Regions from separate parts of the Arachis hypogaea genome. Here region 2 is linked to region 1. Evidence: chromatin contacts called from public Hi-C data. All regions are on one chromosome and are shown on one strand. Each heading gives the region's core, a stretch centred on a gene start, on an enhancer-like site or on the middle of the called end of the contact. The rest is flanking DNA. Distances are from core to core; before and after follow the strand shown. Region 1 has its middle 21 kb from the start of LOC112762960. Region 2 holds the start of LOC112764770 (root phototropism protein 2).

Region 1 (6,361 bases), core at 1,218-3,717:
TGCTTATGTATATATGTTTGAAGAGATAAGTATGATTTTGGTCCTCAACGTAGAGGCTGAAAATTTATTTCGTCCCGACCTTTTTTTCGCTCCAAAATAGTCCCCAAAATTTCAGTTTATTTTAAAATCGTCATTCGGACGAAGATACCCTTCTCCCTTCATCCCAAAATCAACCAAAATCAACCACCACCACCAGAACAGAAACCTACCCCAACCAGAACCATCACCACCACCACCAGTATCATCATGGTCATCATCATCATCATCAGTAGAAAAATAAGCAACATGCACTTTAAACAATAATCAACAACCAGAAAATTTCACAAAAAATCCAATTCAAAAGAAGAAGAAGAAATGGTTGTGGTGCGGTGGTGCAGGGCGGCAGGGAGGCAGGGCGGCGGGGCGGCGAGAAAGAAGAAGAAGAGGAGGAGGAGGAGGAGGAGGAGGAAGAAGTAGAAATGGTGGTGGTGCGGTGGTGCAGGGCGGTAGGGCGGCGGGGTGGTGGTGCGACGGCGGTGGTGCAGCGACGGTCTCCCTTCTCTCCCCCTCCTCCCCCTTTTCTGCGCCCCCCTTTTCTGCGCCCCCTTTCTTTCTCTCCCCACCCCCTTCTCTGTATCCCTTTCTTTCTTCTGGTAGTGGTGCGGTGGTGCAGGGCGACAGAGAGGCGGGGCGGTGGTGCGACGGCGGTGGTGCAGTGACGGTCCCCCTTCTCTCCTCCCTCCTCCCCCTTTTCTGCGCCCCCTTTTTTTCTCTCCCTACCCCTTCTCTGTATCCCTTTCTTTCTTCTTTTTTTTGTTTATTTTATATTTATTTTATTTTATAATTTTTTAATGAAGGGTAATTTAGTAATAAAAAAATAAAATTGGTAAAAAAGATAATTTTAAAACAAACTAAAATCTTGGGGACTATTTTAGAGCGAAAAAAAGCCGAAGACGAAATAAATTTTCAGCCTCTACGTTGGTCTGGGGATCAAAATCATACTTATCCCTATGTTTGAATAAACGTATTACAATTTAGTTGAAGATTCAGTTTAAAAAAGTGTAAATGACTAAATTTATTGTGTATATATAGATATATTCATGGTTTTCAAAAAGATAAAAAACACGTAAAAGAAACTGTTTGAACACTGTTAAATGATTGCCTGCCCTTAAAAAAAATATAGAAAAAATTCTACTCCCTTTCCTTGCGAGATGTTAAAATGACACTCTCCTTTCCTCTATTTTATAAATGTACATTCTCCTCTCTTCTAATTTTTAAAAACTTTCTCTTTAATCCATTTTAAACTTTTTGTGTTAACTAATGTTAACTTTATCCATTTTTTAAGAAAAAATACGCATTAGCAAAAATTTTATTTTTTATTATTAAATTTGCTTACCAAATACCCTTTAATAAATTATTCTTTTATTGATTAAATTGTATTTTTTAAAAAATTTAATAATTATATTATTTTTTTCTAAAATATCTTTTAATAATTTTTTAATTATTAAATTATAATTTTACCAAAATTTTCGTTAACAATTTTTTTATATTTTACTATTAATTTTTCGATATCTTTATATATTATTTTAACATTAAATAAAAAATTTTAGTAAGATTATTTTTCAATATCAATATATATTAATTGTTATAAATATTAATAGTGGTAAGATTTTTTTATTTAATGTTAAAATAATATATATTGATATCGAAAAATTAATAATAAAATATAAAAATAATTGTTAACAAAAATTTTGATAAAATCATAATTTAATAATTAAAAATTATTGAAGGGTAGGTATCTTAAAAAAATAATTTAATTATTAATTTTTTAAAAAATATTTTGGTAAAAATACAATTTAATCAATAAAAAAATTATTAAAGAATATTTTAGTAAGTAAAATTTAATAATAAAAACAAAATTTTTGCTAATAAGTATCTTTTTAAAAAATAATTTATTTTTTCTTAAAATATTGATAAAGTTAATATTATTTAACACAAAAAATTTAAAATGGATTAAAGATGATGTTTTTTAAAAGTTAGAAAGAATAGGAATGTATATTTATAAAATAGAGGGGAGAAGAGTGTCATTTTAGCATCTCGTAGAAGACGGCAGTAAAATTTTCTCAAAAATATATAATAATCATCTCAACACCCCATTTTCATAATCCATTCAATGACTTTCTGCTTTTGTTTTTGGTGCATCCATTCAATGGCTTGATGATGAAAAGGATGTGAAAGCGTAAAATGTGGCCTATATTTCACGTGTGGGGTGCCTATAAAAAGAAAGAAATGGTCCTTTCTAGTCCTTATTAGCTGTGAGATCTTCTCCCAATCAAATTCTAAGCATATCTCAACATCTGAACTGGATTTTTATGTGGACAATAATAATCGCTTTACTATAATTCAATATACTTCAATACATCATATTAATTATTATTCTTCCTATGCCACTTGTACAGAGAGTGACCAATGCTTTGAAGTTTAGTGAACATTAAAACAATATCATGGCTATATATACGCTTATATGTGAAGAGGCAAAACCCGCAATTCTAGCTTAGAGGATACTGTTTAATACTTTAAAATGTTTTTCATGAGGACAAAGAACAAGCTACGTAGTCTTTTGAGCTTTTAGACTGAATGACATGGCTCATATGATAGATGGGTTACTGTTCAATTTGAATGCTTTTTAAGCCTTTTTCTTTTAGAAGATATACATAATACATTCAATAATAAAAAGAAAACTAAATAACCAAACTAAATACATTGAATAATAATCTATATTCAATTATATATATATATATAATGTTTAGTAGTCTATTATTTCATTTATGATAGTAAATTTTAGTACTTTTATAATACTTAAACAAGCCAAAATAAAGAAAATTCACAAATACATATTAATATATTATCTTAATTTATTAATTTTAATATGATAATATATTAAAACTTTTAATATCAATAACCCACAAGTCACTCCACCAAAAAAAAGGACCCACAAGTTAAAGGTTTCACAAATAAAGTCTAAAATAAAATTCTATTAAACTTTGGCACATGCATATTTTATTAATTAATGACGAATTTTAATATTTAAAAAAATGTTGTGCACTATTTTATTAATGGTATATTTTTAGGTGAATTTTATTCAATTTTTTTAAAAATAAAAGATAAATTATTTTTTTATATATCTAATAATTATTAAATGAAATTAATTAAATCTATCTGTGTTTCTTCATTTAATTGAAGTTATCTTTAATTTTACTCATAGTAATTGTATTAATTAATAAAAAGAATTCTTTCTATTGTAAATATTATAAAAAATCCATTTCGTAAGTAAAAAAAATTGTCACTAATATAAACTGATGTCCAAATTAGTTAGAGTTCAATTTTTAAGTTAGTTAGAATTTAGTTTTCATTGGTTAAAGGAATTGACACGTGAAGAAGTTAGTTTAGAAGTCTGCATGAGAAGCTGACTTATATAAACTGGTTCCTTCATTCTAAGGGAGTTGAATGCTCTAATTCTTGTATCAATGCCTAAGCAATAATAATTCTCTTCCTCTTTCTCTCTCCACATCTCTGTTTTTTCAATTTTTGATTCACACTTTTAACATGGTACGGTGAGCCATTGCCAGTGCAATACAGCTATACCAAGCTCTCTTCCTCTTCTAATTCATCTGTCTCTTTCTTCCATTCTCTCACTGATTTTTCTTTTTTCCCTTCTCTTTAACTCATACAATAGAGATGATGAGAACGTTATCATCAATGCATGTTCCATTAGCTTGTCGATAAGTTTCGATCACGAGTTCTAGAGAAGAAGATTTTCGGCATCAATCACCTCAATTGCAAAGAACTAGTAGCGATTTGATGGATCCGAACCAAATGAATCTGAGTTCTTTTGCTCTAGGCCTCGATTTACATACAATAACTATGATCGTAGCTCAGGTTAACGCGACTCCAATAGCAAGCTTGCGTAGTTCAGTGAATTCGATTATGGATCCTTCCAGTCCCTTCTTTTTACACCTTGGTGAATATTCAGGTAACTCTTTGATCCCTGTGGTTCTAGATACCACAAACTATGGTTCTTGGTCATGTTCAATGCAAAGAGTACTGAAATCAAAGAATAAATTGGGTTTTGTGGACGGTTCTTTACCGAAACCTGCCGAAGATGATCCTGTGTTCCATGCTTGAGACAGATGCAACAATTTAGTAGTTTCTTGGATTACTCACTCGCTAAGCCCAGAGATTTCAAATAGCGTACTTTGGAATGGAGTTGCTTCTGATATTTGGGATGAATGGAAGAAAAGATTCTATCATGGAGATGTATTCCGCATAGTCGAATTAGACGAGGAGTTGTTTTCGACGAGACAAAGAGATCTCACCGTCACTTCCTATTTCATGAAATTGAAAAGGGATATGGGAGGAGTTAGAAAATTTTTGGCCTGTCCCTACCTGCACATGCTCACCTACGTGCGCCTGTAGCCTCATCGGCATCTTGCGCAGTTATCGCCAAGATACATTTGTTGTAAGGTTTCGTAGGGACTCAATGATCAGTACTCAACAGCAAGAACAAACATCATAATGATGAAGCTTTTACCTTCAGTCGATATTGCATTTTTCTTAGTGCTGCAACAGGAAAGATTGCTTCTTGGGAATGATTCATTTGATTCCAAACCATTACTCAATGCCATTGAGAGGCAAACCAATTATGCACTTCCTTTCACTACTTGAGGCCGAGGAAGAGATAATAGAGGTGGCAGAGACAGAACTTTTGGTGTCAGATCTAATATAAAACAATGCTTCTTCTGCGGCAAAATGGATCATCTAGTTGACACATGCTATAAAAAGCACGGTATGCCTCCGCACATCAAGCAAAGAATGATCCAATCTGCTAACAACATCACTGCCCAGATTGATGAGAATGAAGGCAGTGACACTCTGGAGTTGTACAAGGACAGTAATAATGTAGGTGTTTCTTTTACTTTGGAGCAAAAGGAAGCTATACTAGTCTTACTGCAATAGCAAGGAGCCACTAATCATCATAGTGTCAATTAGTTTTCATTGACCACAGATCCCCAGCCATCATGGATAGGGCTGGCAATGGGTAGGGTAGGGTAGGGTTTGGACCCTACCCTAACCCTACCCGCGGGTTTAAAATTCTATTAAAACTCTACCCTACCCTACCTGCGAGTTGAGAATCTCTCAATCCTAACCCTACCCGCACCCTAAAGTTCTAAACCCTACCCTACCCTACCCTACCCTACCCACAGAAATATCAAATTTTATACATATTAATAACATAAAAAATAACAAACTAATGCTCTAAATCACTAAATTAACTAACTAGTTTAGTGGTTGTTCACTTATTGTAAGTTATTACATAAGAGAGGTTGTGAGTTTAACTCTCACTTCCTTCACTATATACCTAATTTTTATAAAATATGTTTATATTTGAGGTGCGGGTAGGGTAGGGTAGGGTACACCCTAAACCCGTACCCTACCCTACCCGCAGGCATACCCGGACCGTACCCTACCCGAACGGGTTGGACCGGATTGGGTACCCGCGGGTAGGGTATGAATTGCCAGTCCTAATCACGGACCCTTGCACCAAATTCTATTGAAGGTAGCTCACTTTTCTCACATAAACCTACATCAATGAAGTCAACTTCCTAGGTCATTAACATAGGAGCAACAATACATGTCACATTTACCTTTATAGTTTTTCACACTTATCAATGCATAAGTCCAATTAGAGTCAAATTACCAAATAAATATATTTTAATTACCACAATTTAAGGCATTGACAAGATTTCTAATTCTCTATACTTAACCAATGTGTTGTACTTACCTGACTTTGCTCTAAACCTCATATCAGTTTTGAGTCTCATTAATTCAATCGATTGTCAATTTGTTTTTAACAAATTTGGTTGTGAGATCCAGGACTTTGATACAATGAAGAAGATTGGAGCAGCTGAGATCAATGGAGGTTTATACAAAATAGCACGGTCACATTATTCTCACTTAACGGCACACACATTAAACATTGCAACAGTAACACAATCAATTTTAGAAACTGATCCCACTGTACTTTGGCACCATAGACTAGGCCATGTACTATTTCATAAGTTTCATGATATTTCTTATTTGTACCCTTCAATTCAGCATCTCAAGTTCAATAAAAATGTTTAGTTACCCATGTGATCCCTGTCATTATGCCAAGCATAAAAGAAAAGCTTTTCTCTTAAGTGCCTCTAAGACTTTAAATTACTTTGATCTAATTCATGCTGACATTTGGGGGCCATCAATATAATCTCTACTGTTGGCCACAAGTTTTTTTAACATTGGTGGATGATCACAGCAGGTTCACATGGATTTTTCCAATGAAACT
Region 2 (6,361 bases), core at 2,686-5,185, 38 kb before region 1:
ACGATAGGAGAAGAGGAAGAAGAACTCTATCAGTGTTGGAGGAGAAAGAAAGCTTACCTCTCAGAAAGTGGAGGTAACCAACAAAATTTGCTCTTGGTTGAAATTATGTGCTGAAATATTTGGAGAGCTCGAAACTGCTTGGTCTTTGAACATGAAAAAATTCCACTGGAAGAGACAGACCAAATTTCTCGAAGAATGTTGATGGAAGTGGTTACTATTTCCCCAATTCCCTTCTAGTGAAATGTTAGGGATTAAAACCCCTTTTAGATCTTCTGTCCTTTTATTATACCCTTTCTAATTCTTCCTTTTATTATGTTGCTTTATAACTCAGCACGGGAGTTAATTGGGAATTTCCCGTTCTCTCTTTTTTTGTCCTACATAAACCTCTTATATTCCTTAAATTATGAAATGAATACCATTTGACTTTAGAATATATATATTAAAAGTATTAATAATTTTTTTTATTCTCTCTATTTCATTTCTATATCTACTTCTCCTCTCAATCTATTTATTTTACAGCTACAAACTTATTGAATCTTATGAGAATGGACTAACTCACCAATATTCAAACTAACACATACTACTTTACTTGCTTCCCCTGTTATCTCACGAACACTGGCCTTTTATAGGCATGATTAATCAAAATAAAATAATAAAATAAGGCAACAAAAGTCTTCGTAATCGGTAATCTCATACAGTAGAGGACAAAATATTATTGGTGGCTACCAATAAATTGAGCTCGACCTTCTTGCGCATGATATAGATGTGTGACCACCGTATGCTTGCTATTTTCTGGGCTATGCACATGCTTGCTTTAATTATTTATTTGACCATCCTTTTATTCTCAAATGTGCTTTGCTAATATTTTCTGATATTGAAACTTGAAACTGGTACATATTTTGGAACAAGTTTAGGATTATTACATAATCCAACTACGTTGACCATTTTGTCAGATTTTGCTAATGTGAAGTAATTTGTAGGTTGAATACTTAGTTGCCTAACATAAAACACATGAAGCCACTGGCTTTTTTCTTATCCGACCAGAAAAGTTGTTATGACTTTCATGGAAGATTTTTTCAATTACAGGGGATTTGCTTAGTATACCTTAATAATAAAGAGGGCATTAAGTACAGAGTACAATCACATAGTACTACTAAGCACAGATCAAAGAAAATTTCCATCCACAAAAACAAATCAAATTCTATACGTAAATTATTTTACAAACAGATATTACAATCAAATTAACCTAAAATACACACATCGCACAAAATTACAAGAAAAAAAAGTTTACGAAACAGAGAACCTTCGTCTTCTGGGCTTGGATAAGTCAACAGACATATCTTCAATGTGTGACGTGTCCTTAGAGCCCTGCTTAAACGGATTCAACTTGCCCAGTTTCTTCGACATAGCTGAGAAGAACGTGGGCTTCTTCGTGGGCCCAGGCTCAGAAGATGTCGTTCCCGGCCCATTCTTCTGCATATCTGAAATGTACATCTTCATCTTCATCAGCTCCGATCGCAACTCCTCGTTCTCCCTCACAAGTGACACGTCAGTATGCAGCTGCTGGTTCCTCGTCGTCGCTGCCGTTACTGAAGCAGTTTTCGGGGATGATTTCCGATCCTCCTCTGCGCCACTTCTTATCTTCAACTGGTCGTAGTAGAGCGCGTGGAGAACAATCTGTACCGGCAAACGCTTGTTCTGCGACGCGTGCACGCGTGCTTCGTATGACAGCTTCAGTGGATCCATCACACTACACACTTTCTCCCTTTCAATCTCATCCAGGTTCGGATGCACCTGTAACACCAACAACGCGCGTGGAGTAAACGGTTATTCAGTTAGTTAAACTGTTACTATTGTTTGTTATTTAATTACACTATTATTTAGGGTAGTTAATTAAGTTCTAACGGTGCCGTTTAGGATCTGAAGCTTATTATGTACCTTGAGGTAGATATCCACGGCGCGGTAAATGTCATCATCGACTTTTCTCGCGTTTTTGGGGATGAGAACCGCGATGCCGTTGAACTTGGAGATGGTGAGATCGCCGTACGCGGCGATTTCGGCGAGGTAGACGTCGATGGTTTTGGCCACGCGGTGCATCGCGGCAGAGAAGTCTTCTCGGAATGTACCGGCACTGAACACCGACTCGCTCTTCTCCTTCTCCACGAATCCAGATATTATCCTTCGAACGCTGTCCAGATCGAGAAGCCTCTCGCCATCGTAGGTGAACGAGAGCACGAGGAGGTCGTCGACAGTCACGTGCTCTAGGATCTCCGAGATCCGCTTCTCAAGCTCGCGCTTGCAGGAGCTTGAGGCGGAGAGGTAGATTGCACAACGGAGGAGGCAGCAGAGGAAGTTGATTGGAAAAGCTGCTTTCTCGGAAGGGAAGAGAGAGACAATGGATTGGAGAATCTCGCGCTGCTCGGTCCTCGAATTGGAACTAGAATCGGAATCTGAAGAATCGCCGGGATCAGACAACTGGACTCCTGCCCCGCCACTTCGTCCGCCGGTCTGGTCGCGGACTAGCTCCCGGAGGGCGCGTTCTGTGTAGGTTATCAACGCACCGGCGACGGTGAGGGTCTTGGCGCCACGCTGCTTCATGGCGGCGATGACTTTTCCAAATGAATCCACGTCGAGTCCCGCAAGCTCCTCCGTCCACCAGTTTGGTGGCGATCGGCATGGAAAACTTGCCTCGCTGCAGGCCTTGGAGCTTACAGCGTCGATGCAGCGGCTCCGGAGTTTGATTTCGTCAGCAAAGGGGAGGAGCTGCTGGCACGATTTGAGTACGGCAACGGCGGCGGAGAAATTAGATAGTCCAACTTGAGTAAGGAAGTCCTCTGTCCTGCCGGCGAGGTTGCCATCGCAGTAGTCATCAGTCATCTGAAGAAACTCGGCGGCGCAGCGGAGGGCGGCGACGTTATAAACGGTTATCTCAAAGTTGACGCCGTAGCAGAACTTCGCCGCCTTCTCGAAAATCTCGGAGCCTCCGGGAATATCTGAGAGATCAATTTTGGTAAGGTCACTTTCCTGTGCTTCAATTATCAGCTTTCTGAGGTAGTTGCTCTTCGCCACCAGCATGAACTGTAATACGTTATTACAATTTCAATTAATCAAAACCATAATTCAATTCATTTTCACATGAACAACATCATCATATAACACACGATTATTATAACAACAATATTTGTATGTCATGCATGGCTTTGTGCTTAGAAAACTCCAAAACCATGGTTGTTAGCAACTCAAACTCTGGTTCTTCATTTGAATCCAAATTTTGGTACCTTATGAAGAGAATAACTGGCTTCTCCAACTTCAACTATAACATCACTGGGGATTTCTTGAGAAAATATCCTGCAATAATTAAAATGAATTTGTGGTAACATTAGATTATGATATTATTAATTAATTGTGGAACAATTTGAAAATGGAGATGTAGTGGAGTCCGTTACCATTGCCCAGTTCTCTCCATGGCAAGGGATTGTCTTCTATTGAGGTTTGAGGCCGCCATGAAGATGGTGTATATATAGCCTGGTTTTCTGCTTAGAGAGAGAGAGAGAGCGAGAGCGAGAGAGAGAGAAACAGTAGTGGGTTAGAGGGTGGGGGTCTGGCTATTAATATAAAGGAGATTGTGGATGATCCTGTAGCTTTACTTCATTATTATGATTTTATCCTCATGCCATGAGCTTGTCACTATGGTCATTGTCTATGATGTTTTCTTCTCATAAAAGAGGAGTTGTGTTATCTAACTTGTTTTAACTTTTTCTGTTAAGTGATTATTCCTTATTTCCTTAATGTGTTCTATGCCAGTTCTTTTTTCCTGCCCTACATATTGCTTTAGCAGCTTGCGGACAAGTGGGAATGAACTTGTTCAAGTTCAATTTTGACATTTTTCCCATTGACTGCCTTTGCCACACGGGTAATCCCTTAATTTTGTTCCCTTTTTCTTTTAAACTTTTGCTCTTAAATAATTTACTTGTTACTGAACTGTTTAAAAGCTTTGTGGGTTCGAAAAATCTAAGTTCTCATGATTTGCCTAATGAAAAACAAAGCCACTATATCATGTACCTACACCAAAATTAACTATTATTAAAATAAAATATACATTAAAATATAAAATATATATTAAAAATAAATTAAATTATAATATATAAATACATAATAATTTATTTTAATTTATAAATAATATTTTTAATTTTTTTAAATATGTATTTGTCACACAAAATTTTTTTTTACTAAAATAACCGACTAGTTAAAAGGTAGCTTTTTGTTTAGATGACAATCAAACCTTTTTATCTATACACTAGATCATGTTTTATTTAATTATGTTATGTGTATACTAATATTCATCGTTAAAATTAATTATTAGTATAAAATATATATTAGAATATAAATATACATTAAAAATAAATTAAAATATATAAATATATTAATGGTTAATTTTTGTAACTAATTTTAGTGTACAAATAATATTTTTTTAAAAAAATAAGTATAAAAACTAATTTTTAATTAATTACTATTTTTTAACTCTCATTTTTTAAAAATTTAAATTTAAAATTATGAGTTTGAGTTTAGAATTTTTGAAATTGAGCATTTAAAATTTAAAATAAAAAATAATTCTAAAAAATAGTAAATTTTGGCTAAAGATTATTTTCTCTCTAATTGACCTCGTTTAAAAAATTATTTTGTTTATCTACGCAAAACCAAAACTTTTATCCAAATATTATTAAGTGCGGTTTAGCTACTTATTTCTTGTTAAAATTTGTTATAACACAGGGAAAGGAAGGAAATAACTACGAGAATTCTTTACTGTAGTATAATAGAATTTTTTATTTATAGATATATATTATGACAGTTATAAATTGAAAAACTATTTCATATCTAAATTTAATAAGAAATAAATGTATTTTGTATTAGTGATATGTACTCGTTTCTTTAGTTTATTTTTTATTGAATAACACTACTTAAATTCTAAAGAAGAGAAGCAAAAGAATACTGCTTTTTATTTTTAATATAAAAGAAGTGTTAGGAATAGGAATGACAAATGAGTAATTAGGGAAACGCTGCATAAGTAACTAGGGCCAGTTGAGCCTTAGGAGTGCTCACTACTACGACCAAGTAAACTCTCAAGCACTCACACAGTCACACCAATACAACGGCTAAAGACCCTGGGAAGAAAAAAGGCCTAAAACGTAGAAAACAATTTGAGTAAAGTATCGATTTTTTCTCTAATGTTTGGAGTAAGTTTTAAAATTGTCCCTAATATTTGAATCGTCTTATTTAAGTCTCTAACGTTTTAAAATTAACTCAATGTTGTCCTGCCGTTAGGAATATGTTAACAGAATTGACGGCTGGATAAAATTGAAACAATTTTAAAACGTTAGGGACTTAAATAGGACGAATACGTTTGAGACAAAAACGATACAGAAATAAATTTAAATTTTAACCTTTAATAATATCAATTTTTTACGGTACATAATTATTCAATTATTTTTTAATCACATATAAATAAATTATACTTAATCACATTAATTTTATTCTAAATAAATTTATTTTTTATAATTTTATTCTTAAAAATTTTTACTCATCATAAAATATTTGTAGAATGATTAGTACATAAACTTGTGGAAAAAAAATGATAAATATACAATAGAGTAATGTAATTCTAGTCATTTTACAAACATTTCATAATCAGTAAAAATCTTAAAGAGTAAAATTAAAAAAAAAATAAATTTATTTAGAATAAAAATAATATGATTAAGTATAATTTACTTAAATGTGATTAAAAATAATTGAATAACTATGTATCATAAAAGATTGATATTAGTGAAGGATAAAATTAAAATTTATTTTTATATATCAATTTTGCCCCTAACGTTTTCGTCTTATTTAAATCCCTAACGTTTCAAAATTGTTTTAATTTTGTTCTACCGTTAATTCTGTTAACATATTCCTAACTATAGGACAACATTGGGTCAATTTTAAAACGTTAGGCATAGGACAATTCAATCATTAGGAACAATTTTAAAATTTACCCCACTCAAACAATTTCAAGAGACATGCATGGATAAATTAAAGGGAGCTAGTGATGGTATTCATCAACTTTCAACTTACTCCCGATGAAAAAAAATATTCATTTTCGTTTTTACCATAAATTTGCCATTGTTTTCTGTTAGTGCCTGGTATGCTATGCTCCATTACTATTTAGAGAAGGATAAACTATTAAAATTCCATCCGAATAAAAATATATTTGAATTTTGTTATTGACAAAAATGCTTTTAAATAATTTAAAAGTGTGACAAAAATATTCAAAATTTTTTTTTTTGTAAATGACAAACTACTTTTGTATTCGACAAACCACTTGTAC

The links. Hi-C and Micro-C count contacts between places; a contact is called where the count stands out from the background.
Region 2: a Hi-C map of leaf shows a contact between it and region 1, with 1.7 times the contacts expected there. The contact joins the promoter of LOC112764770 here to the enhancer-like site in region 1.

Annotation. Positions count from the first base shown.
Region 1 is chr17:20,028,102-20,034,462 of arahy.Tifrunner.gnm2.J5K5, reverse strand. No RefSeq gene overlaps it. Among protein-coding and RNA genes, the nearest start is that of LOC112762960, 21 kb to the right of the region's middle. Within about 2 kb of position 2,467, at least 1 of the 3 cell types and tissues checked has open chromatin away from gene starts, as enhancers often do.
Region 2 is chr17:20,067,828-20,074,188 of arahy.Tifrunner.gnm2.J5K5, reverse strand. It overlaps LOC112764770 (root phototropism protein 2), which reads right to left and starts at 3,935. Exons shown (of 4, transcript XM_025810541.3): 1 at 3,447-3,935; 2 at 3,279-3,348; 3 at 1,939-3,078; 4 at 1-1,794. The coding sequence starts at 3,505. The coding sequence ends at 1,288. LOC140180914 (a long non-coding RNA gene) reads left to right here and starts at 3,804. Exons shown (of 2, transcript XR_011875048.1): 1 at 3,804-3,913.